Linked DNA regions of Pan troglodytes: regions 1, 2, 3 and 4 are each linked to region 5. A link is a contact called in public Hi-C and HiChIP or PLAC-seq data. All regions are on one chromosome and are shown on one strand. Each heading gives the region's core, a stretch centred on a gene start, on an enhancer-like site or on the middle of the called end of the contact. The rest is flanking DNA. Distances are from core to core; before and after follow the strand shown. Region 1 has its middle 40 kb from the start of SLC4A1AP. Region 2 overlaps LOC107973410 (a long non-coding RNA gene). Region 3 holds the start of MRPL33 (mitochondrial ribosomal protein L33). Region 4 overlaps LOC107973410 (a long non-coding RNA gene). Region 5 holds the start of FOSL2 (FOS like 2, AP-1 transcription factor subunit).

Region 1 (2,700 bases), core at 187-2,686, 690 kb before region 5:
TCCCTGAGCAGAGTCCCTTGCTCTGAAATCTCAAAAGGTTTTCCAGTGTCCAAAGTGTGAGGGTCCAAATTCCTTTGAGGCTTTAAAAGCCTTATCATAGGGTTCCTGTGCTTTTCCATCATCATGACCCCACACCTGCCCTTGTCCCTCCCTTTCTTCCACCCGATGAGGCATACCTGCTACTCTAGAAATAACAGGTTATTTGCCCCAAACACACCTTTGCTTTTTCCTCTCCCTATATTTTCTATCAAGCCTTTCTGCATAGGCCTCAGTTTCCTTGTCTATTAAATAGAGGAAATAATACCTACCCAACAGTATTGTTGCAGAGATTAAGTAACAAATATAAACTTTTAGCCATGTCCAACACATAATCACCTCCCCCCACCCCATGTAGTTATTATGAGTATCATTGTGGTCTTCCTTGCTCATGTTTGGTAAGTAAGGTACTACTTTTTTTCTTTTTAAGACTTTATTTTTTAGAGCAGTTTTAGGTTCACAGAAAAATTGAGCAGAAAATACAGAGATTTGCCATTGTCCCCACTCCTCTCATACACAGCCTCCCCCATTATCAACATTCCCCACCAGAGTGGTAAATTTGTTACAACTGATGAACTTATATTGACACACTGATATCACCTGAAGTCCACAGTTTACATTAGGGCTCACTCTTGATATTGTACATTCTCTGGGTTTGGAGAGATGTGTAACGTCATGTATCCATTATAGTATACAGACAAACATGGTTTCATTGCCCTAAAAATCTCTCTGTGCTCCACCCATTCCTCCCTCCCTCCCCCAGGCCCGGCTCATTTTTAACACAATCAGCTTGCCCCAAACTACCTTCAAGAGGCCTCCCTGATTGCAGAGACTATCACTAATCCCTCCTTCCCCACTAGCGCTACAGCACTTTATTTCTACTTCTATTACAGCCCTTACTCCAACGGCTTGATATTCATTACTGATATGTGTGTTTGGGTTACTTACGTTTGTCACTTACAAGTTCTTGAGGACAGGAACTACATTATCTTGTACCCCATCCATGGCACCTAGCAGTTCACAAATTGGTGCTCAGTTAGTTAACTGTTGGTTTCAATGGGTGGAGGGCTGAAGGGCAGGTCCTAGCCCCAGCCCTTCCTATCCTTGGGTTTTTCTGTCAGAGAAGGGATACCTTCTAGCCACTTTTAGTTCCAGGACCTTGCTCCAGACAAGCTGGATAGTCTAGGAACTGACCATTTTAGCAAGTTTAATCCAGAGGGCTGGATTTATGTCCTACTTGGGGCAAAACCAGGCATGAACTACTCCTTCCCATCAAGGAGCTCTGCACTCCAGCAGCTGGCTTTAATTTGGATTTTCCAGGACCAGCTGCATTTAGCTGGGGTTGGTTGGGTTTCCTCAGGTCTGCCTTTATCACGCACACCCCGTCAGAAGTTAATGCAACCACGGCAGGGAGTGACCACAAGGGGGCAGTATAGACCCATTACAATGCGGTCAACTTGCACAAGGGGCTGAAAGAAGATGAAGGTTTCAAAGCAGAAGAAAGAGTAAGAATCAGAAAAAAAGGAGGATTGTGAAAAAGTTAGGAGCAGCAAGCTAGTTTCGCTCACAGACATTCCTGGGCCCAAGACCTGGCAGCAGAAAGTTAGCCAGGGACACTGGTCAGGCCCAAATGGTGCTCCCAACTCTCCTCCAAAACTGCCTTTTCCAGTGCTTAATTTCACTTAGAGAAAGTCGCTCTCCATTTATAATGCCAATATTCTATGGAGGACTTTGGGCATTGCATATTTATTCCTTACACACTATATTTCAGCTTTACAGTTTACAGAGGATTTTTTTCACACTTGTTAAAAAAAAAAATCCGAATCCCCTATTAGACTTAAAAGGTAAAAACAGATGTTAATTACCTCTGTTTAAAGAAACTGAGGCACTGGGCAGGGTGGCTAACACCTGTAATCCCAGCATTTTGGGAGGCTGAGGCAGGTGGATCGCCTGAGGTCAGGAGTTCGAGACCAGCCTGGCCAATATGGTGAAACCCCGTCTCTACTAAAAATACAAAAATTAGCCAGGCATGGTGACCCCTGCCTGTAGTCCCAGCTACTCAGGCTGAAGCAGGAGAATCACTTGAACCCAGGAAGTGGAGGTTGCAGTGAGCCCAGATTGCATCATTGCACTCCAGCCTGGGCATTGCAGCGAAACTCCGTCTCAAAAAACACAAACAAAAACAAAAAAAACCTGAGGCTAGACACATGAAGTGACTTGCTCAAAGGCACACCGAGTTTGTGGTGGAACTACATCTAGATGTGAGTTTCTTTCATTTCTGTTCCTTTGCTTAGTCCTTCTAGTTTTCAATTGTTTATGTCTGTAAGCTTAGTGAGTTTTTAAGAGCAAGGACTGTATCTGATTCATCTTTATATCCCTGAATGGTGCCCCTTAATCTTTAGGGCTATGGCTGGGTGTGTTGTATAACACCTTCTCCAGAGTTAGAGTCCATGATCTATCTCTTACCCTCCATGATTCAATAATTCTGTGATTTTGAGGCACGGCCCTAACAAAGACAGTGGTGGCTATGAGTGATCCTACTGGCTGAGCATTTCAACAAGGGCAGCCACTTGGCTGCATCCTTCGTAATACAGAGAGGGTGTGAGACAGTTTTCCAAAGTATACACGAGTGTCCCTGGTGTCACAAGAGTCGACTTTAGGGAA
Region 2 (2,700 bases), core at 172-2,671, 670 kb before region 5:
CACCAGGGCCTTGGGGATTTTCCTTTGAGACCACAGTGAGAAACAGCCTCTTACCCCACACTTGCCCTGGGTCCTTGTGTGGGGCTCAGGGTTGTGTGGGGAGACAAGCTCTGTCCCTGATGGCCTTCCCGCTTCTGTCTCAGCCCAGCAGACGTCTAACCTGAGTTTCTGTGGCCTTCCACATGCCAATGGCTCCCCACCTGGATAGATGAATAGCTGCTGCCTCTGATCATGTGACCCAAGAATGGAGGGGACCAGGGCTCCCCTTCTCTAGCCAGCAGCATCTGCCAGGGTGTCATGTCCAGGCCCTTTAGATAGCCCAGGAGCCTGCAGCCCTCAGTCAGCAAGAGCTTACCCAGGGCAGCCTGGGCTAAGGGGTATGGAGGAAAAGGCACCTGCTCTGCCTTGGGTCTAGGCAACGAAGGTGTGGATATTTGTTGTTTGTTCAGTGGCCTACTGTTAGGAAACAGTAGCCCCACAGCTTTGCAGAGCCTGACAAAGGCAAGAAACTGTCACATGTCTGCCCTCATTTGTAGTTTTTTCTTGTTGTTGCTGTTGTTTTGAGAAGGAGTCTCACTCTGTCACCCAGGCTGGAGTGCAGTGGCATGATCTCAGCTCACTGCAACCTCCACTTCCTGGGTTCAAATGATTCTCCTGCCTCAGCCTCCCAAATAGCTGGGATTACAGGTGTGCACCACCATGCCCGGCTAATTTTTGTATTTTTAGTAGAGATAGGGCTTCACCATGTTGGCCAGGCTGGTCTTGAACTCCTGGTCTCAAGTGATCTACCCGCCTCAGCCTCTCAAAGTGCTGGGATTACAGGTCTGAGCCACCGTGCCCAGCTAATTTTTGTTTTATTATTATTATTATTTTGGAGATGGGGTCTCACTCTGTTGCCCAGACTGGAGTGCAGTGGCATGATCTTAGCCCCCTTCAACCTCTGCATCCCAGGTTCAAGTGATTCTCCTGCCTCAGCCTCCCAAGTAGCAGGGATTACAGGTGTCCGCCACCACGCCTGGCTAATTTTTGTATTTTGGTAGAGGCAGGGTTTCACCCTGTTGACCAGGCTGGTCTTGAACTCCTGACCTCAAGTGATCTGCCCGCCTCTGCCTCCCAAAGTGCTGAGATTACAGGTGTGAGCCACCACGTCCGGCCATCTGCCCTTATTTAATCCTCACCATATTGTTGTCAGGTGAACAGTTTTCAGCTGTTTCCTACCCCCTTTATGATGAGTGAACTGAGGCTGAGAGAGGTGAAGCTTTGCTCGTAGTCACATATCCTAACCCAAGTGAACGTTGGGGCTTCAACCCTAGCTCAGAGAAAAGTGATCAAGGATGCTGAACTCCAAGGAGCCCGGGAGTTGTGCTCCAGATGAAGTTCCTCCACTTTCACAGTAGGGGGCGAACCTGGAGCCTTGCTTGAAGAACTGGGATGAAAAGTCCACAGTCCTGCCCTGGCCACAGGCAAAAGACAAGGCTGGCAGCTCCCACTGTGGCGCTGGGAGAGCTTCCTCTCTCTACCCCGGCCCACACAGGGAGTGGGCTGTGGAGTCCTGATGAGAACCTGCTGGGGCAGCAGGTAAGGGCGCTGCACATACTCTGGGTGGGGAGGAAACCTGCAATAACCGAGAAGGCGGCTCCAGAAGCTCAGGGACCTCTCAGTTCCCTGGAGGGAACCAAGGCTTTAGTGCTGGCCACGGAGTGGGTCAGCCACACCAGAGTCTCTGTGAATGTTAAGCCAGACTTTGGAGAAGGGAGACACAGAGGTGGGTGTGGCAGAGACTGCAGATGTAAAGAGTTCTATGTGTTTATTCCACAAATATTTTCTGAGCATCCACTGTGTGCCAGACACTGTTGTAGACATCAGGGATACAGCAGTGAATAAAGCAAATATATGCATACAGGTGTCTCATAGACAACTCGCTTGTGAGTCAGCTCATTTGTGAGTTGATTCTTTTGACCCCAGGCAATGTAATGCAAAATTCAGCCCCCTTAGCAGCTTCCAGAAAATGGTTTTTCCCCACCAAACACGGCGGGGCAGAGGGTTTTACTGAAGATTTACTGGGTCATAATGAGAGGCTGCAGCTGCTCCTCTTGTGCCACCCCCTCTGTGAATGTCAGGGTACATGACCCTTCTCCCAGCTCTCCTGACATGCAGCCAAGCTGGGGGCTCACCGCCCTCCCTCCACCTCCTGCACCCAGGCTCCCTGCCTGGCTAGCCTTTCTCCAGCAGTTTTCTCACAGACATTTAGTCTTGGGAGGGGAGGCTTTTGTCCCATTCCTGTGTCACTGTTTGGCCCTGAAGGACACAGCCTCTTTCCCCAGGGCCCCTCCTTTCTGAAATGGGGATGTTGTCCCTATGCCATTCCTACTTCTCAGAATTATTCCAGGGTGAGATGAGCTCATATCTGAGAAGGGTTACACTCAGAACTCTCTAGCACCTCGGGTCATGGCAACTGGAGACAGCATCTTGCTCTGAACCAGGCCCCAGCGTCCTACAAATGGGTGACCTGGTGTCATTATGGGAGTAAATATTGAGCTGCTCTCCTTGTATTTTGGATTGGGTATAATTTAGTACCCTGTTCTCACTCTTTTATTAATAAAATAAAACAATAAACACATACTACCATCAAAAGAACACTGACAGCCTGTGTTTATGTGTTTATGTTGTGTCTGTGTCTAAGAAGCTGCAACTGCTATG
Region 3 (2,700 bases), core at 34-2,533, 620 kb before region 5:
GCAAGGTAAGGAAGGATTTCGGCACCTGGAAGGTACTCAGTAGCTGGAGTCAGGTTATGGGAAGGTAAATATCAAGAATGATTAGAAGGAAAAAAAGTATTATAGGTACTAAGGAGAAGGACGGTCTTAATTTAAAAAATTGAATTGTATTGTATGGAGAGCTGATTTTTTTCCTCCTCATCTTCTTTGTGATGGCACAGAGAGCTGAATTTTCTTTAAAAACAGTTTTATTACCTTTTTTTTTTTTTTTTTTTTTTGAGACGGAGTCTCACTTTGTCGCCCAGGCTGGAGTGCAGTGGCGCTATCTCGGCTCACTGCAACCTCCGCCTCCCGGGTTCAGCTAATTTTTGTATTTTTAGTACAGGCAGGATTCCGCGACGTTGGCCAGGCTGGTCTCAAACTCGTGACCTCAAGTGATCTGCCTGCCTCAGCCTCCCAAAGGGCTGGGATTACGGGCGTGAGCCATGCGATTAAATCTTATTTCACATCTGTAAGACTTCATATGTAGATACAAATCACGGATTAGGAAAAAAATTCAAAAGTCCTGATTATTAGTTGCGAAATGAGGTTACTGACGAGGTCCTTGGTGTTAGAGGAGCCCAGGTTCCTTACAGAGCCATGAAAAATTAATGATTGCAAACTGGTAGGTCCCAATGTCTACTGGGAAAGGCATGAGTCTTTGGAGTCAGATAAAATCTAGGTTTAAATTCTTACTCTGCCACCTGGTAGTTCTGTGATATTAGGCACGTGATGTGAGTGCTCTCAATCTGTTATTTGGCTTCTATGTCAGGAACTGTGCTAGGTGTTTGGATACAGAAGTTTGAGATGCAAAGGGTCCTGCCCTCCTAGAGATTGGGATAACTAAGGAAAGGTGGGGTTCTTAATGCCGAAGGGACTCAGAAGAGTGAGAGTAAGGCTTAACCAGGCGGAGAGGGAGTTGGGTCGGGGGAGGCAACATTTTAAGAAAATATGCGAGGGGCTGATACGCTGGAGCGGCCGAAGTACAATACACAGTTGTTCTTGTGGGTCTAATGCAGGTGGTTGCGATTATTTCGTGAAACAAATATGGAAAGCACCTAACGCTGAAAGCACTTGACCCAGAAATAGGAGTCAGGGCCGGGGCGCGAACCCTGAGCTGTAAATCCCTTTCCAGAATGATGAGGATTCCAACCTCCAGCACGACAAAAGCAAAACACACTCGCTCTGAGAAACCGAGGAACGAGCCAGACGACTAGAGGCAGGTTCCAGGCGGGGGGCGTGGCCTCGGGCGACTGCCGGATGTCCTCTTCCAGAACCGGGCCGTGCCCCGGAAGCAGTTGTTGTTGGTTGGGGGCCTTTTGGCCGGTGACGGAGACTGCCCAGGTGTGGTCACCATGTTCCTCTCCGCGGTCTTCTGTAAGTGGGGCTGGAGACGCCGGTAGGGGTTACGGCGAGGGTTAGGGGGCCGTGACAGGCAGGGCCCCGGAATGATGCGGGGAAGGATGTGCGAACAGGACGGGAAGCTGCAGCTGCGTACTTTTCCAGGCCTTCAGGACCACAGCGTCCGGCATGCCCCGCGGCGCGCCTTCCTGCGCGGACCTGTGGGTGCCTGAGAAGGGGTCTGCGGTGTCTGGATTCAGTTGCCGTCCTCACGGACTGTTGAGTCTGGCTGTGGGGCGTTTTTCTCCAGCCCGTGTTAGGAGAATCTTTGTCCGAAGGACCTCAGAATTTGCAGCCCACCCATTTCGAACTCTAAAAATAAGGAAACCGCTCCCTAGAGGGGCAATGAATTGCCTGAGTAATGCGGCAGGGCAGTTAAAGAAGTCCTCGGGCTCCCGAGTCAGTGCTCTTCTTTACCCCTGGCTGACTTCCCAGTTAGATTTAGTATCTGGTTTTCACCACATGTGATGGTTGTTGCAATTTGCAAAGGTTAAACTTGTCAAACAAGAAGCTTGCTGCAGCGCGAATACTTGCACCTTAGAAGAGGGAAAAAATGGAGCAGGTATTACTTTAGAAAGATTTAAAAGGTAGCCAGTCCAACAGTCATGAAATTATGCAAAATATTAAATCTAGAATTGTGTTGGTCTGATTGGATCTTTTAACCTTCCTTCTATAAAATCCTAAGGGGATCCCTAATAGATAGGGAATAGTTACTTGAGTGACACCTCATGGCATATTTCATAAGTTAAATATTTTTGGTTATTACTGATATTTATATGAACTTTGCATAAGAAAGAGAATACATTTATATTTTTATTTTCTTTTCCAACCCTTCCTGTCTACAAAAAAGTTGCCAAGAGCAAGTCAAAGTAAGTAAAGATTTTTCCTTTTTTAAACGTCACTTGTTTATGTTAGATTTGTTAGTCTAGCTGCTCCCAGTACATCCTTATATGAAATTAAGCATTGGGCCTTGATTTCCTAAGAGTTGGTTTGTGGATTACTTAGTTGATTATTTTTTCTCTATGAACTCTTTCAAAAATATTTTCCCTCCTGCTGAACTGAGCTACTTCTGTGAGCATTGAAATACTTGAAGGAACCTTTGCTGCTTTTCTAGTCCCAGGATTTGTGAGCTCACTGTCTGTTTCTAAACAAACCGTTGGGCTGTGCTGTATTTGGACTACCACCATATTTCCATTTCCTCAAATCGAGGACCAGGGGCCATGTGTCTGGAGCTCACTACAGGAATCCAGAAGAACAAACTCTGCTTTGATTAAATCATAG
Region 4 (2,700 bases), core at 110-2,609, 640 kb before region 5:
CTCCAGGCCGGCTGTGGCAGGGGGACCAGGGGTGGCCGTGCCTCTTTGATCTGACTTTGTAGTCCTTTTAGGAAGAGCTCAGTGGGTTGTTGAACTGGCGTGGATGCCCTTGGTAGCCCTGCCAGAGAGAGGAATAGGACACAACCCCCACCCATCCTCCTGTCACCTGCCTTCACAGTCACAGTCCCTTCAGTCACCAAATGGGAACAGCACAGCTCGGCCCTGCCTGGGTTTCCTCTCCCCTTGTTTGCAAGGACTCCTGAGAATTCACACATATCCTGGGTGTCCTCCCTGCCAGTCACCAGCTCAATCCTGCTGGTGCCCACTGCAGAAACAGACCCCTCTCTTTTTTTTTTTTTTTTTGAGATGAAGTCTTACTCTGTCACCCAGGCTGGAGTGCAGTGGTGCCATCTCAGCTCACTGCCATCTCCACCTCCTGGGTTAAAGCGATTCTTCTGCCTCAGTCTCCCGAGTAGCTAGGATTACAGGCTCCTGCCACCACACTCAGCTAATTTTTTTGTATTTTTAGTAGAGACAGGGTTTCACCATGTTGGCCAGGCTGGTCTCGAACTCCTGACCTCAAGCGATCCGCCCGTCTCGGCCTTCCAAATTGTTGGGATTATAGGTGTGAGCCACCATGCCCAGCCCAAGCCCCTCTCTTAAGTTCTCCAAGCACAGCTTTAACAAAACTCCCCATAACCTCTGCAGAGATGCCATTCTCTCTCAAAGAAAGCCACATTTTTATAGTGACTAAGAGGAGCCTGTGGCCTCACGTTGTCCTGCATTGCACTGTCTCCTTTCCAGAAAAGGTTCACGTTTTATCCTTGCATAACCCAAAGACCTATTAAAATCTTTTCCTAAAAACAAAAGGGATTATTCCCACAAGAGCAAGTTGCTTCCACCTCCACCGGAGACAAAGAAATTGGAATCAAAACCCCAAGCCCATGTGGCTCAGAATAGCAGTTTGCTCTTTTTTTCTTGCCATTGCTTTTTTCAAAAATAGCGGAGGCCATTTTTTGCACACCACATTCTATACCTGTTTGGAAACCAAAGGCTGAGTCTGAAAGAGGGTCAGGGACTGGGCTGGGAAGGGAAGGCTGCAGGAGAGACTCAGGAAGAGGGAGTGAGGTCAATGAACACAGCAATCGCCAGTTTTTCCAAGACTGAGACCTTTTATCGTGGAGTCAGATGTGGGGAGAGGGGGCCAGGCGTCAGCTAGCTGTGGGATCACGGGCAAGTCTTGGAGGTGCCTCTTCCAGCTTCAAATCTCTATGTACTTTGGGGAGGCAGGGGGTTTGCTTCCCAGGTGCAGGCTTGCACCTGCCTCTTTCTGGATTGCATCAGAGCTGCTCAGGACTCATTTCCCCACCCCCACAGGCGCCTACAGCTCCCTCCCCCTCCCATAACTTATTAGCTACAGATAACATCCCTTTGTTCTCCCAGTGACTCCACACCCACAGAAGGAGAGGGGGATGAAGAAATCTGCCAGGAGGGTGCCTCCCGCCAGTATCTGATGAAGGTAAGAGGTAAGAGGCTGCCCGTTTACTGCTTGTGCCTTCCAGGGAAGCTTCTTCCCCAGGGCCTCTACCCGTTTCGGGAGGCGTTTCTGGGCTAGGCTTCCTGGCAGGGGAGGCTCTCAGGCACTGGGGCCGCTGAGGGTATGTGGTGAAGCGCTTGGCTTGGAAATCTTTGCCTTAGGGACTCATTAAGAATTTTTTCAGGGAATCCTCGTCGGGTGTCTTCCAATGGCTTCCCACCAGGTTACAGTCAGGCCGAAACCTCTTTTTTTTTTTTTTTGAGATGGAGTCTCGCTCTGTCGCCCAGGCTGGAGTGCAGTGGCGCGATCTCGGCTCACTGCAAGCTCCGCCTCCCAGGTTCACGCCATTCTCCTGCCTCAGCCACCCGCGTGCCCGGCATGGCCCAAACTTCTAAGCCTTTTTTGCCAGTCCTTTTCCCAGACCCACTGAGCTCCAGTTACATAGAACCACGTGCGATTTCCTTGAAAACATTATGCATTTTCATGCTTCCGTGGCTACTTTGCATATGCTGTTTCCTTTGCCTGGAGTGCCCCCTACCACTTCTCTTCTTAAAGAACTCCTATTCATCCTTCAAGACCCTACTCAAAAGTCAGGTTCTTTTTCAAAGCCTTGCTTGACTTCCCAGACAGGGTGGGATGCTCTGTGCTCTAGGCACAGGGTTCCTTCCCTGGCTCATCTGGGATTAGGGTAATTATTAGAATTTACATGTTTATCTTCCTTCTAGTTGTTCCTCCAGGGCAGGGACTGTCATTCACCTTTGCAAATGTGGTGTACAGCACAGTGCCAGGCCCTCGTAATTCCTCAGCCAGTATTTGTGGCAGGATAAACACAGTTTCTTCTGGATTTATTGTAATTTTGAGTAGCATTAAGAGAATGCTTTTGTCTCTGTGGACATTCCCTGGCCTCCAGTGGCATCTCTCCAGACAAAGGTCACATATTTGTGAATCTGTATATTCACACAGCATCAGCATGTCACTTCTCAGGTATTTTACATCTGATTTATTTATTTTACACATTAACCCTATGGGTGGTTGTTATTGTTACCATCATAAAATAAAGAGATCGAGATGCTAAGAGATTAAGTACCATGTTCAAGGTATCAGCACTTGGATGGCAGAGCTGGGACCTGAAACCAGGTATTCTGGCTGCAAAATCTTTTATC
Region 5 (2,700 bases), core at 164-2,663:
GCGAGTTGTCTGCAATGGACTCTCAACACCTCTTAACATTGGGTCCTCATAAGGACCCTGTGGGGTACAGATGGCTGGCGCTACTTAAGAATTGGGTAAACTGAGGCTAACACAGACCCTGGACCAAAACCTAAGTTCCCTGACTTCCGCTACAGTACTTCTCCATTCACACACACCATCATCTCAGCGGAAGGATTGGAGCTCCAGAGCAGAGAAGGGCCTAAGGTCATGTCTCCAAACTCCTTCACTTTATAGGAGGAAACTGAGGCCCAGAGAGGTTAAGGAATTCGTCCAAGATCTCACAGCTCGTAAATAGCGTAGCCGGGCGTTCCTGCTCCAAGGTCTGTGCTCTGTACCCTGCGCCGCGCCCCTCTCAGCCCCGCCCAGCGAGGGAGGAGGACCCAAATGTCCGGCAACCCGCGCCCTGAACTTCGCTCCAAAACAGCTGAAGACGACAACGTTGGGGCACACCCTCTCGCTGGCTATTTTTTTTTTAAATTCGTAACAGTCTGGAGTTTGCTTATAAACGCCCGATTACTCTTATTAGATGCGTCCTAATTGCCCGGCGTACAGGGCGGCCGGAATGTCTTGACTGGTTAATTTCATCTTCAAGGCTACTCCTAACGAATTAACTGTAGGACCGAAAACATGAAAAACAAAAAACAAAAAGGGAAGCGGTAGGCAGACCGCCACGGAGGGAAAAATAGGCAGGCCAGCCCCGCCCGGCGCCGTGCCCCGCCAAGACCCGGCCGCAGGGCGGCGCGGGCACCCTGCGCGCCCGCTGCACTCGGCGGCGCCGCGGAGGGCGCCTACGACCGCGCGCAGCCGCGCCCTCCCTGCGAGCGGCTCTGCGCGCCCGGCTCCCGGCCTCCCGGTGGCGCCGCACCGAACCGCCCGTCTCGCCGTCAGGGCTGTGATTATTTTCTAAAATCCGGAGCTGAGACCCGCGCGGCCGCTCTCGGGGCCCCGCCCCGAGCCCCTTCCCAGGGCGGGGGAGAGGCCGCAGCGCACTCGGGAGCGGGCGAGGGAATCCCTCTCCCTCCACGTCACCCGAAAGCGAGGAAACCCGCACTCGCGTCCTCTAACGCAAATGACCATCTTTGGCAACGTGCGCCAATGGAACAGACCAAGGGCGCTGGGCCCGGGGGGTGAGCGGGGGACTGGGGAGGGCCGGGGCTGCCTCGGCGCCCCCGAACCGTGCGTGCCGCCCGCTCCCGCCCGGGCCACCGCCTGGCTTCCTCGCGCGGGGTGCGCGGTTGGCGTCAGCGCGGCCGGGAGCCGGGGCTGGGAGGGGAGAGCTGCGCCCGCCTCCTCCCCTCCCGCGCCTCTTCCTCCTCCGCGGCCTCCTCCCCCCGCCTCCTCGTGCGCTCCTCCCTGCAAGGTGGAGTCTGGGGTTGACGTGAGTGAATCCACATGGTACAGGGCTGGAGAATAAAGAGTGTGAGTTGAACTCGTGCCATTGTAGTGACTCATCTCGGGCAGAGCGCTAGGGCTCCGAGCGAACCAGCGAGAGAGCGAACGAGCGGCGCTCGGCGGGGACAGAAAGAGGGAGAGAGAGAGAGAGAGAGGGAGAGGCGCGGCCGGGCGAGGCGGGCCCGTCCGGGAGCGGGCTCCGGGGAAGGGGTGCAGGTCTGGGCGCCGGAGCGGGGAGCGGGGCCGCGTCCCTCTCAGCGCCAGCTCTACTTGAGCCCCACAAGCCGCTGTCCCCCCTGGCGCGCTCGGGGCCGCGGGACGGGCGCACGCCGCCTTCTCCTAGTCAAGTATCCGAACCGCCCCGAAACTCCGGCGGCGAGTCGGCCACGGGAAGTTTATTCTCCGGCTCCTTTTCTAAAAGGAAAAAACAGAAGTTCTCCCAGCGGACAGCTTTTCTTTCCGCCTTTTTGGCCCTGTCTGAAATCGGGGGTCCCCGGGGCTGGCAGGCCAGGCTCGCTGGGCTCCTAATCTTTTTTTTAATTTCCAATTTTTGATTGGGCCGTGGGTCCCCGCTGAGCTCCGGCTGCGCGCGGGGGCGGGAGGGCGCGCGCAGGGGAGGGACCGAGAGACGCGCCGACTTTTTAGAGGGAGGGATCGGGTGGACAACTGGTCCCGCGGCGCTCGCAGAGCCGGAAAGAAGTGCTGTAAGGGACGCTCGGGGGACGCTGTTCCTGAGGTGTCGCCGCCTCCCTGTCCTCGCCCGCCGCGGTGGGGGAGAAACCCAGGAGCGAAGCCCAGAGCCCGCGGCGCGGCCGGCGGACGAACGAGCGCGCAGCAGCCGGTGCGCGGCCGCGGCGAGGGCGGGGGAAGAAAAACACCCTGTTTCCTCTCCGGCCCCCACCGCGGATCATGTACCAGGATTATCCCGGGAACTTTGACACCTCGTCCCGGGGCAGCAGCGGCTCTCCTGCGCACGCCGAGTCCTACTCCAGCGGCGGCGGCGGCCAGCAGGTAGGTGCGGGCCCCGGTGCACCTGGCGGCGCGGGCGGACCCCTGCCCTCTTCTCGCCGCCACTGCCTCTTTTGCTTTCTTTTCTTTTTCTTGGCGAGAAAATACCTACGGGCCACCGTTGTAAGTTCTGGATTTTCGTCCTCCCCTTCCCCCCCACCCCCTTTTAAACTAGGGGATTGGGGAGTGGGCTTGAAGAGACAACATGCCCTTTTCCTCTCACATTATATTTTACCCAGATAAACTCCTGGAATTGTAGGCCCCCTACCAGGAGCCTGT

The links. A called contact is a pair of places that touch in the nucleus more often than the background predicts. HiChIP or PLAC-seq counts read pairs in DNA pulled down with a chosen protein or histone mark.
Region 1: a Hi-C map of stem cell-derived neural progenitor cells shows a contact between it and region 5, with 7 times the contacts expected there. The contact joins the enhancer-like site here to the promoter of FOSL2 in region 5. A contact is called at or near these places in 2 of 7 Hi-C or Micro-C datasets (blood and stem cell-derived neural progenitor cells) and 1 of 1 datasets of contacts at active chromatin or transcription factors (stem cell-derived excitatory neurons).
Region 2: a Hi-C map of stem cell-derived neural progenitor cells shows a contact between it and region 5, with 3 times the contacts expected there. The contact joins the enhancer-like site here to the promoter of FOSL2 in region 5. A contact is called at or near these places in 2 of 7 Hi-C or Micro-C datasets (blood and stem cell-derived neural progenitor cells) and 1 of 1 datasets of contacts at active chromatin or transcription factors (stem cell-derived excitatory neurons).
Region 3: a contact with region 5 is called in an H3K4me3 HiChIP or PLAC-seq map of stem cell-derived excitatory neurons, with 12 times the contacts expected there. The contact joins the promoter of MRPL33 here to the promoter of FOSL2 in region 5. A contact is called at or near these places in 1 of 7 Hi-C or Micro-C datasets (stem cell-derived neural progenitor cells) and 1 of 1 datasets of contacts at active chromatin or transcription factors (stem cell-derived excitatory neurons).
Region 4: a Hi-C map of induced pluripotent stem cells shows a contact between it and region 5, with 2.7 times the contacts expected there. The contact joins the enhancer-like site here to the promoter of FOSL2 in region 5. A contact is called at or near these places in 2 of 7 Hi-C or Micro-C datasets (induced pluripotent stem cells and stem cell-derived neural progenitor cells) and 1 of 1 datasets of contacts at active chromatin or transcription factors (stem cell-derived excitatory neurons).

The regions. Positions count from the first base shown.
Region 1 is chr12:95,154,952-95,157,651 of NHGRI_mPanTro3-v2.0_pri, reverse strand. No RefSeq gene overlaps it. Among named protein-coding and RNA genes, the nearest start is that of SLC4A1AP, 40 kb to the left of the region's middle. Within about 2 kb of position 1,436, at least 1 of the 24 cell types and tissues checked has an H3K27ac peak or open chromatin away from gene starts, as enhancers often do. A contact at or near this core is called in stem cell-derived neural progenitor cells, where this site is marked.
Region 2 is chr12:95,135,407-95,138,106 of NHGRI_mPanTro3-v2.0_pri, reverse strand. The region is part of intron 1 of LOC107973410 (a long non-coding RNA gene); the gene reads left to right. Among named protein-coding and RNA genes, the nearest start is that of MRPL33, 48 kb to the right of the region's middle. Within about 2 kb of position 1,421, at least 10 of the 24 cell types and tissues checked have an H3K27ac peak or open chromatin away from gene starts, as enhancers often do. A contact at or near this core is called in stem cell-derived neural progenitor cells, where this site is marked.
Region 3 is chr12:95,087,229-95,089,928 of NHGRI_mPanTro3-v2.0_pri, reverse strand. MRPL33 (mitochondrial ribosomal protein L33) reads left to right here and starts at 1,283. Exons shown (of 4, transcript XM_009442211.5): 1 at 1,283-1,395; 2 at 2,270-2,288. The coding sequence starts at 1,374.
Region 4 is chr12:95,106,205-95,108,904 of NHGRI_mPanTro3-v2.0_pri, reverse strand. It overlaps LOC107973410 (a long non-coding RNA gene), which reads left to right. Exons shown (of 3, transcript XR_008546373.2): 2 at 1,444-1,519. Among named protein-coding and RNA genes, the nearest start is that of MRPL33, 19 kb to the right of the region's middle. Within about 2 kb of position 1,359, at least 3 of the 24 cell types and tissues checked have an H3K27ac peak or open chromatin away from gene starts, as enhancers often do. A contact at or near this core is called in induced pluripotent stem cells, where this site is marked.
Region 5 is chr12:94,462,545-94,465,244 of NHGRI_mPanTro3-v2.0_pri, reverse strand. FOSL2 (FOS like 2, AP-1 transcription factor subunit) reads left to right here and starts at 1,413. Exons shown (of 4, transcript XM_009442218.5): 1 at 1,413-2,424. The coding sequence starts at 2,323.